Linked DNA regions of Mus musculus: all the other regions are linked to region 3. A link is a contact called in public HiChIP or PLAC-seq data. All regions are on one chromosome and are shown on one strand. The core of a region is the stretch at or near the end of the contact, and the rest is flanking DNA. Distances in the headings are between cores, read along the strand shown. Region 1 has its middle 4.6 kb from the start of Gm46943. Region 2 holds the start of Slc46a3 (solute carrier family 46, member 3). Region 3 overlaps Pan3 (PAN3 poly(A) specific ribonuclease subunit).

What was found. HiChIP or PLAC-seq counts read pairs in DNA pulled down with a chosen protein or histone mark.
Region 1: an H3K27ac HiChIP or PLAC-seq map of microglia shows a contact between it and region 3, with 6 times the contacts expected there. The contact joins two enhancer-like sites. A contact is called at or near these places in 1 of 484 Hi-C or Micro-C datasets (liver), 2 of 115 datasets of contacts at active chromatin or transcription factors (acute myeloid leukemia and microglia) and 1 of 9 other capture datasets (liver).
Region 2: an H3K27ac HiChIP or PLAC-seq map of microglia shows a contact between it and region 3, with 6 times the contacts expected there. The contact joins the promoter of Slc46a3 here to the enhancer-like site in region 3. A contact is called at or near these places in 2 of 39 promoter capture datasets (hippocampal neurons and liver), 1 of 484 Hi-C or Micro-C datasets (liver), 2 of 115 datasets of contacts at active chromatin or transcription factors (extraembryonic endoderm stem cells and microglia) and 2 of 9 other capture datasets (adipose tissue and liver).

The regions. Positions count from the first base shown.
Region 1 is chr5:147,912,114-147,914,813 of GRCm38.p6, reverse strand. No RefSeq gene overlaps it. Among named protein-coding and RNA genes, the nearest start is that of Gm46943, 4.6 kb to the left of the region's middle. Within about 2 kb of position 1,438, at least 25 of the 459 cell types and tissues checked have an H3K27ac peak or open chromatin away from gene starts, as enhancers often do. A contact at or near this core is called in microglia, where this site is marked.
Region 2 is chr5:147,893,562-147,896,261 of GRCm38.p6, reverse strand. Slc46a3 (solute carrier family 46, member 3) reads left to right here and starts at 1,447. Exons shown (of 6, transcript NM_027872.4): 1 at 1,447-1,781; 2 at 2,217-2,429. The coding sequence starts at 2,241.
Region 3 is chr5:147,541,064-147,543,763 of GRCm38.p6, reverse strand. Pan3 (PAN3 poly(A) specific ribonuclease subunit) reads right to left here. Exons shown (of 19, transcript NM_028291.5): 17 at 556-694. Among named protein-coding and RNA genes, the nearest start is that of Pan3, 110 kb to the right of the region's middle. Within about 2 kb of position 1,278, at least 35 of the 459 cell types and tissues checked have an H3K27ac peak or open chromatin away from gene starts, as enhancers often do. A contact at or near this core is called in liver and microglia, where this site is marked.

The sequences.
Region 1 (2,700 bases), core at 189-2,688, 370 kb before region 3:
CAGAACCACTTTGGAAGCAAAACCACTTTCCACGGATCTCCCAGGGTGTCCAGCCCCTCCCCCCAAGGCCATGTCCTCCTGTAACAATTACGACCGGAGTCCAGAGTCAGCTCACACCTTCATCTGCTCCGTGTTGGACCCCAGAGAAAGAGATTTTTAGTTTTTGGACTCTCGCTTCACGTGATTTTTGTTTCGTTTCTAGGATAGGCAGGTGAGGTCCCAATCCGTAAAGATAAAAGTTCAAGTATTTGAAGCCCTGAGAACTTGGAAAGGGAGTTAGATGTGGCCCAGGAACAAGAGAAACAGGTACAGAGCTTGGAACTCTTGTTCCTGTAGCATCTGCGGCTCTGAGCCCCAACCTAAGAGAGAGCCACAGGTGAGACTGAAGGGTGGGCGAAGCAGCTGGTAAAAGTCTCCTGGCTGCTTTGTCTGTCCCACCCCTCCTGGTCACCCTCCATTCTGGTCACTTTGGGTTTTTTGGTTTGGTTTGGTTTGGTCTTTCTTTCTTCTTCTTTGTATTCATTCATTCATTCATTCATTCATTTTTCTGAGAGCAGCTCTTGCCGTACAGCCAAACCTAGCCTTGAACTCACCATCCTCCTACCTCAGCCTGCTGAGTTCAGGATTTCAGGCTGTGCCCCCCTGCCCAGCTCCGTGCTGGCCTCTCTTCCTGAAGCAGCTCATTTTGAGGAAATAGTGGAGGTATTGTGTTCTTTCCCCAGGAGAGAGAGAGAGAGAGAGAGAGAGAGAGAGAGAGAGAGAGAGAGAGAGAGAGAGGCCCTGTGCCTCTGCCCTGGTTCCCTGTGAGCTGGAGGAAGCTGAGGCTTGAGGTGACCCTTAGGATTCAGGAAGCTACCAGAAGGCAACACTGGACTGACCTAGGAGAGAGGGAAGGCAGAAAGAGGACCAGTGACTCCCAGTGACTGGGGAGCTGTGGAGTGGGCTGGCCCTTTAAGTTGCCCTGATCTGTGGCGAGGCTCTTAAGATGCAGATGAAACTGAGCCTTCTTATTCCTCGGGTCCTGAGGACCTGAGAACATGGCTGTACTGGAGACAAGACCTTGAGGGAGGTGAGTTAACTGAAGCACTGAGGTTGGGCTCCTTCCGGTTTAAGAGGAAGGAGAGCCAGCAGGGGGGCTGGGGAGAGGTTCAGGAGGAAGGGCCACTGGAGAGTGCAGTAAGAAGTCGTGCCAGGGAGGAAAACCTTCGGAGAACCGCCCTTCTGACACCTTGCAGATTTCCAGCTTCCAGAGAAGGAGCACGCAGCCCGTGGGATGTTCTGTTCCGCTCTAGCAGCCAGGGCCAGTGTGGGGGTGGGTCGCCCAAGCACCTCCCTTCACCTGGGACCCTGATTACCTGGGCAGGCCTGAGTGGCAGGTGGAGCAGGCTCCAGGGCCTTGTCCACCAACTTAGGACAGAGTGTGAGCAGGTGGGGGGAGGGGCGGGCAGGAGGAGCCAGGAGAAGGCGTGGCAAAGGCGGGCTGGGAAGGAATGAACCCAAAGCAAGTCTGTAAAATTGCCTTCATAGAACAACATTCTGGAAGTTTCCTATAGATGGTTCCACTGGCGCCTTTTGGGGAGCGGGGAGCTGGAAGCAAAGACGCTTAGAGGAGTTAACCGAGGCAACCTGAGAACCAGGCCTGACTCAGGATGCCAGGCCTGACTCCCTGATGCCAGCTCCAAATAACCTTATCTGATTGAAGCCGCCTTCACAGTTACCGTCCTGCGATTTTAGGAGAAGAACTGTTACGTTTCACTTTTTTTCTCATGACAAAATGCTGTTTGGTTTTGGACCTGGGGACAAGGAACTGAGGTGCATGTCTTACATATCAAAGCAAATCTGGCCTCCAGGTTCTCCCAGCATCTCTCAGTCCCTCAGTCCCTACCTGGCATACCCTGCCCTCAACCCTGAACTCTCCCTATATAATCCAGATATTTGGTCTCCTCTCCTCTCCTCTCCTCTCCTCTCCTCTCCTCTCCTCTCCTCTCCTCTCCTCTCCTGTCCTCTCCTGTCCTCTCCTGTCCTCTCCTCTCCTCTCCTCTCCTCTCCTCTCCTCTCCTCTCCTCTCCTCTCCTCTCCTCTCCTCTCCTGTCCTCTCCTCTCCTCCTCCTCCTTCCTCTCTCTCTCTCTCTCTCTCTCTCTCTCTCTCTCCCTCTCTCTCTCTCTGCGCTCACATCCTTTTTCTCTTTCTCTTCCTCCTCTCTCCTGTCCCTCCGCCTGGTGACTTCCCTGGCCTCAGTCCTTGGAACCTTGTCCAAAAGCACTTCCCCCATAAACGTGCATTTAATATAATCTAATCTGCCTTGAATTGGCTCATTTCACCCGGCTAGAAATAACCTATCAGATGCCATCTTGGACTTTGCCCCCACCCTAACCCCCCAGGAGCCATGGCGACCACAGCAGAATAATACAGTGCTACTCAAGTCTATGGCTATGGTCAAGGAGATACTGGCATTCCCTACGGGAGAGGGGAATCAAGACACCATCACCTGCAAGTGATCTATGGGAGATGTTAGATTACAAGAAGCTAGCCAGTTAACTGAAAGGGACCACCGTGCTGCAGCTTCCATGAGGTTGCCATCTATGACTGGGCGGGGCTTTGTTATGACAGAACTTTTGGGAGGGTCACCCACACTTCTGTAACTAACCCTTCATTTATGCTTGTCTCTTAAAAAGAACCCACTGGGTTCTTTGCACCAA
Region 2 (2,700 bases), core at 198-2,697, 350 kb before region 3:
AAGAAAGAAAGAAAGAAAGAAGAAGAAGAAGAAGAAGAAGAAGAAGAAGAAGAAGAAGAAGAAGAAAAATTGTCAACAAGAGGTTGGAAATCAATCAAACTCTGTAGATCAGCTAGCAGCAATGTTTGTTATTTTAGGCATATGAAGATTGTACAGTGCTGTGAAACTGTCAAGAGTGCGATGTTGAGAGTTACTTCCTCAATTCTCTCTGTGGCTATCTAGAGTCATCAGATCGCCTTCTCTCCAGTACAGAATATCCTTTTCTGCTAGTCAGCTCCTTTAGCCGCCCTTCCCACTCTGAAGCTGTTCCAGATCTGCCTCGAGAGAGGGTGGTTCAGTGGTTAGGAGCATTGCACCAGTACTCTCATCTGGGCAAAAATAGCCCATAGTCTGGAGTGTTACTCCTTTATCAATAAGGCTCTGGCCCACATCTGACCTTGATCTCTAGATAAGAGTAAGAGGCGCATTTGCAGGATTGTCCCCCACTTCCTGACGCAACCACTCCAGCCTAAGGTCTTCCTTTTTTGGACGGGTCCCCAAATCACAGAACTCTCAGCTTGCTTCTCTTCCTCAGGAAGTAACCCCCTATCAGCTGCAGGTGTGCTCCAGCTGTGCGCGTTGGCGGCCATTAGCGGCGGTCCTACTGTCTAGGGTGTTGCCATGGCTTTGTGAGACTTACTTACATCTTCTCAACAGAGAAAGAGCCGACTTTCAGAGAGATTTAACAATCCCCTCCCCCGCAACTCAGCAGGGGTGGCTGGAGAGAAGCTCACTAATGAAGAACACTTACTGCTCTGGGTTCCGTTTCTACGCTCTCAGGGCAGCTCACAACTGCCTGTAACACAAATTCTAGCACCATTTTCTGACCTCTGCTCGGCGTGGGCATACACATAAAATAAATGACTACGTAAAATGTAGTGAATATTTCGTTTAAATTTTCCCAAGGCCAACAACTCCCCTACTCGGAACTCTTCTCCTCTCATGAACTTTCAGTGTCTTCTCTCTCACATTGCTTGTGCAGACGCTTGCTGGGTCCACCGGAATGCTGCAGTGAACTGCAACCCTAGCGTATGACGTTTCCAACCACTTATTATTATCATCATTATTATCATTATTATTATTATCATTATCTGCTTTGGACAGGAGTCTTGTTATATCGTTGGGCTAGTCTCGAACTCTCGATCCAGATACCTATGACTCCACGGCGCTTCAGCGAAAACCAATAATCCTATCCAGATACGCTTAGCAGAACCTTCGCAGAGCTGCCGGGATCACCCAACTTGCCCAGCAACTCGGGGAGATTCAGCCGCTGAACCTTCGGGGGCGGGTGCAAGAGAATGACACTGCGCTAGACCAATCGCTACGGGGGCGCCGGCCGCCATACCCAATCACAAGCGAGCTAGGGAAGCGGGTGACAGCTCCGGCCGAAGATTGCCAGCTCTTGGCAGAGTGATGATGCTCGGCGGCCGAGTCACCACTAGGGCCCAAAGACCAAGAGTGCGGCGGCGCGGGGAGCGGCGGGGACTGAGTCCAGGGCCAACAGAGTCCGGGAGGTGCGCTTATTTCTCTTTGCCTTCTAACAGGGCTCGAGTGTCCCGTCCCAAGGGACGTCCCCCTGTTGCGGTCTAGCTCCACCTCGCTGCCCCTTCCTTTGGCTCTTCCCAGCTGGCGAACCGTGCTGAAAACCCGGGGGCGCTACGCCCCGCACTGGGTAACGGAGAACACAGTCCCGACTACGGTCCCACCTGTGCCTAGCCTAGCAGGAAAACTGTAACCGTGGGGTGAGTTTTAAAAACGAAAACAGAAACTAAACTCCCCTTCCGATCGGGAGCTGCTTTTTACAAGGCCCTTAACCTGCAGCCAAAATAATAGTAATTACATAACCTCCGGGTCCCCGGGTAACTTCATTGTTTACCTTATGGGAACCGGCCGGTGCTGTTCTGCTCAGCACTGTGAGCATTAGCTAAGCGGAGTCGGGGGCGGAGGTTGACTTAGTCCCTGCTCCTCGGAGAGAACTAGGGTACCCTCTCCCGGCAAGGGCACTCTCTCAGAAATCTGGAACTCTTTTTGCTTGCTAATGTTTGTTTATGACACATTGTTCCAACTTCCCCACTTTTGAGAATTTAGCCTCTGGGATAAAAAATCAACTGATGATTTCTATCCCCCCCCCCCACACTCGCCCCGTTTCTCTCCTCCCGCTTCCCGCTCTGCAATAGACTCGATCTGCCCACTTGAGCAATATGAAGATTTCATTCATAGAGCCCGCCATTCTCCTGAACGCGTTTGCTATGACTCTGACCATCCCGCTGACAGCGCAGTACGTGTACCGGAGGATCTGGGAGGAAACCGGTAACTACACCTTTGCTTCCAATAGCAATGGCTCTGAGTGTGACCAAAACAAAAGCAGCTCCATCTTTGCATTCCGGGAGGTAAGAAATTAAAATTAAAACCTCCCATCCTGGAGTCACAGGGAATGGAAACAGGTTCCAAACCAAAGAGGCTCTCCAAGGTGTGACCACACACACACACACACACACACACACACACACACACACACACTGAAATTAAGCCACCTTCTCTCTGTTCCTATTTCGGTTAATAGTTCCTCTTGACACCTTTAATCTGGCTCTTTCTAACTCTCTAAGGCACCTCCACTCCTGTCCCCAATCCCCACCCACCTTGTGGGACCAACTCTTTTAT
Region 3 (2,700 bases), core at 29-2,528:
CCTGCATATCAAATATTTACATTACAATTCATAACAGTAGCAACGTTATAGTCCCCACAACACGAGCAACGGCATTAAAGGGTCACAGCATGAGGAGGGTTGAGAACACTGCTGTAGACGCTCCTGCTTTTGCTTCTGAGTGTTGGGATTAAAGGCATGAGCCACCGTGCCCAGACAAAAAATTCCCACTTTAGAAAATGTCCAGCAAACATACATCCTGTCTTCTTCAGGATCCTAGCACTTGTACACAAGATGGCTCTTTAAGCTGTAATAGCTATCCTGTGATCTCAAAAATCTACAAGGCAGGTGAGTTCCCAGTGGCCCAAGTGCTTGCCACCAAGCATGACACACCAGCACAAAGCAGAGGAACTCCAAAGTGTCCTCTGACCTTGTATGTGCACACAGGGCAGGAGCGCGCGCGCGCGCACGCACGCACACGCACGCACACACACACACACACACACACACACACACACACACACACACGTGCACACACACGCACACACACAGACATAGTAAGAACCTATTAAACACGATTCTTTTCCTTACAAGTACCTTGTTAAGACAAGAAATGATGTGACTGAGGTCGATCCAGGGAGCACCTGCTTCTGTCACCTGATGAAAAAGATGATCTCTAAAGAGTTTCAACAGGTATCTGTCTCCAGTCTCTGACCAGGTTGGATCCTTCTGAAACCTGGGGGGTTAACATTTGACCTCAGTAACTCACTCTACATGCCACACAGCCATATTTTTTCAGACGCAAGATTCATCTAATCTTCCCCAGTTAATTAGAAATTGGAAGGGCTCTGAAAAGTGCTTAAAAAATCTCAACCAACCCAAAAGTACACATATCACATATTCTCTTCACAGGAACAGTTGCCCCTTACATGCTATTCAATCTTTATGACTAGTACAAAATAGAAAACTGTCTGTAGACGTCTCTGAGCCAGGGCTGTAAGGTCCTCTCCTCCTTCCGTGTTCCAGGTTACAGAGGCATCAGCTAAGTTTCCACTTTACCAAGGAACACAGAGGAGGAAATGTTTAGAAAGCAAGGTAGCTTTTAGTCTTCTACACTTCACCAGAAGGTGAAGCTGTGAGGAACTGGAGAACCAGAGACCACTGGTAGTTTTAAGTGACCGGAGGAACCTATAGTCTGGTAGGACACACGTCACTCCAGTAACCTGAGAAAGCAGGGATTCTACCCAGCTACACGGTGCTCTGAGAAGAGGGTAGACAGAGCTGAAACATGAGCCTATCCTGGAAAGAGGAAGCTGAGGCTGCTAGTCCCAGAAAAAAAGCATGCTCTGCAATTCGCAAGAACTAGGAAGGGCCACTGTGTCTAGACAGGGTTTGCAGAGGAAGTCAGAGAACCAGCAGCAATGGACTGGGGGAAAGAAGTCACGAGCATTCTAGAAGAAAGCATGAGATCACGCATTCATTTCTAAGTATAAAACAACATTCTTAACCTGAACACAGAGTCATAAAAAAAGGTTTGATCCATTTGATCAAACACACAGACATCTACCGAGGATGAGCCTAAGCACGGTCAGAGACAACTAAGCCCTCAAACAGGCAACCTCCAGCAGGCAAGGGCACCAACCAACAGCACAACAGACAAAATCCCAACTTTTTTTAAATGGTTTTTTTGAGACAGGGTTTTTCTGTGTAGCCCTGGCTATCCTGGAACTCACTCTGTAGACCAGGCTGTCCTCTCAGAAATCCGCCTGCCTCTGCCTCCAAGGTGCTGGGAAAAAATCCCAACTTCCAAGGAAACATTTTCAGTCAGGCCTCTCACGAACAGTACAACACAATCCTTGCAACACTTCTGTTCTCTGAAGACTCCAGTGCTGCTCGATTCTTTGGTGACCAGGTCCCCCTGCAGCACTGTCTGTAGCTCATGGCATCAACAGTCCATGACTAGGTAGCTAAGCTGTCTGCCTCCAGTGTGTTCTTGCACACAGGAGCAATGCCTCCGTCATAGGGTGGCAGAGGGAGAAGCCCAGCAGGCTCGTGTTTCATGTAGGAGCCTGCATAATTCCAAACAGAGCTGAACAAAATGATTTCTAACATTAATACTGTGAGAAGTGGGGCTGGAGAGATGGCTCAGTGGTTAAGAGCACCGACTGCTCTTCTGAAGGTCCTGAGTTCAAGTCCCAGCAACCATATGGTGGCTCAGAACCACCTGTAATGAGATCTGAAGTCCTCTTCTGGTGCATCTGAAGACAGCTACAGTGTACTTAGATATAATAATAAATAAATCTTTAAAAAAAAATACTGTGAGAAGTGATGATGTTTACGTATTTAAAAGGGGGAGATAAACAATATATTTATACTTGTAACTCTGAAAGTAAATATAAAATTTTTATCAATAAATTAGTCAGGGTGAGGACAACTGGAAAGACTGAGAATGTCAGGTATAAAAAGAGTGATGATATTTTTCACTATTCTACAAAACTTTAAAATTTCGTATTAAAAAATGTAAATAAAATTTTATAAGGACAGTTTAGAATTATATAAATATAATATCATATATCAATAATGTATAAAATGAGAAAGTACTTTAGATTTGCAAAGGACTAATGAATTCACCTCACATGAAAGGTGTACATGAGGGTGTGCTCCACTGGCAAGGGATAAATGATAGAAAAAAGAGAGGCAATAGAGCGTGCGCTCCGGAGAGGGAAGGAGCCAAGACCCCGG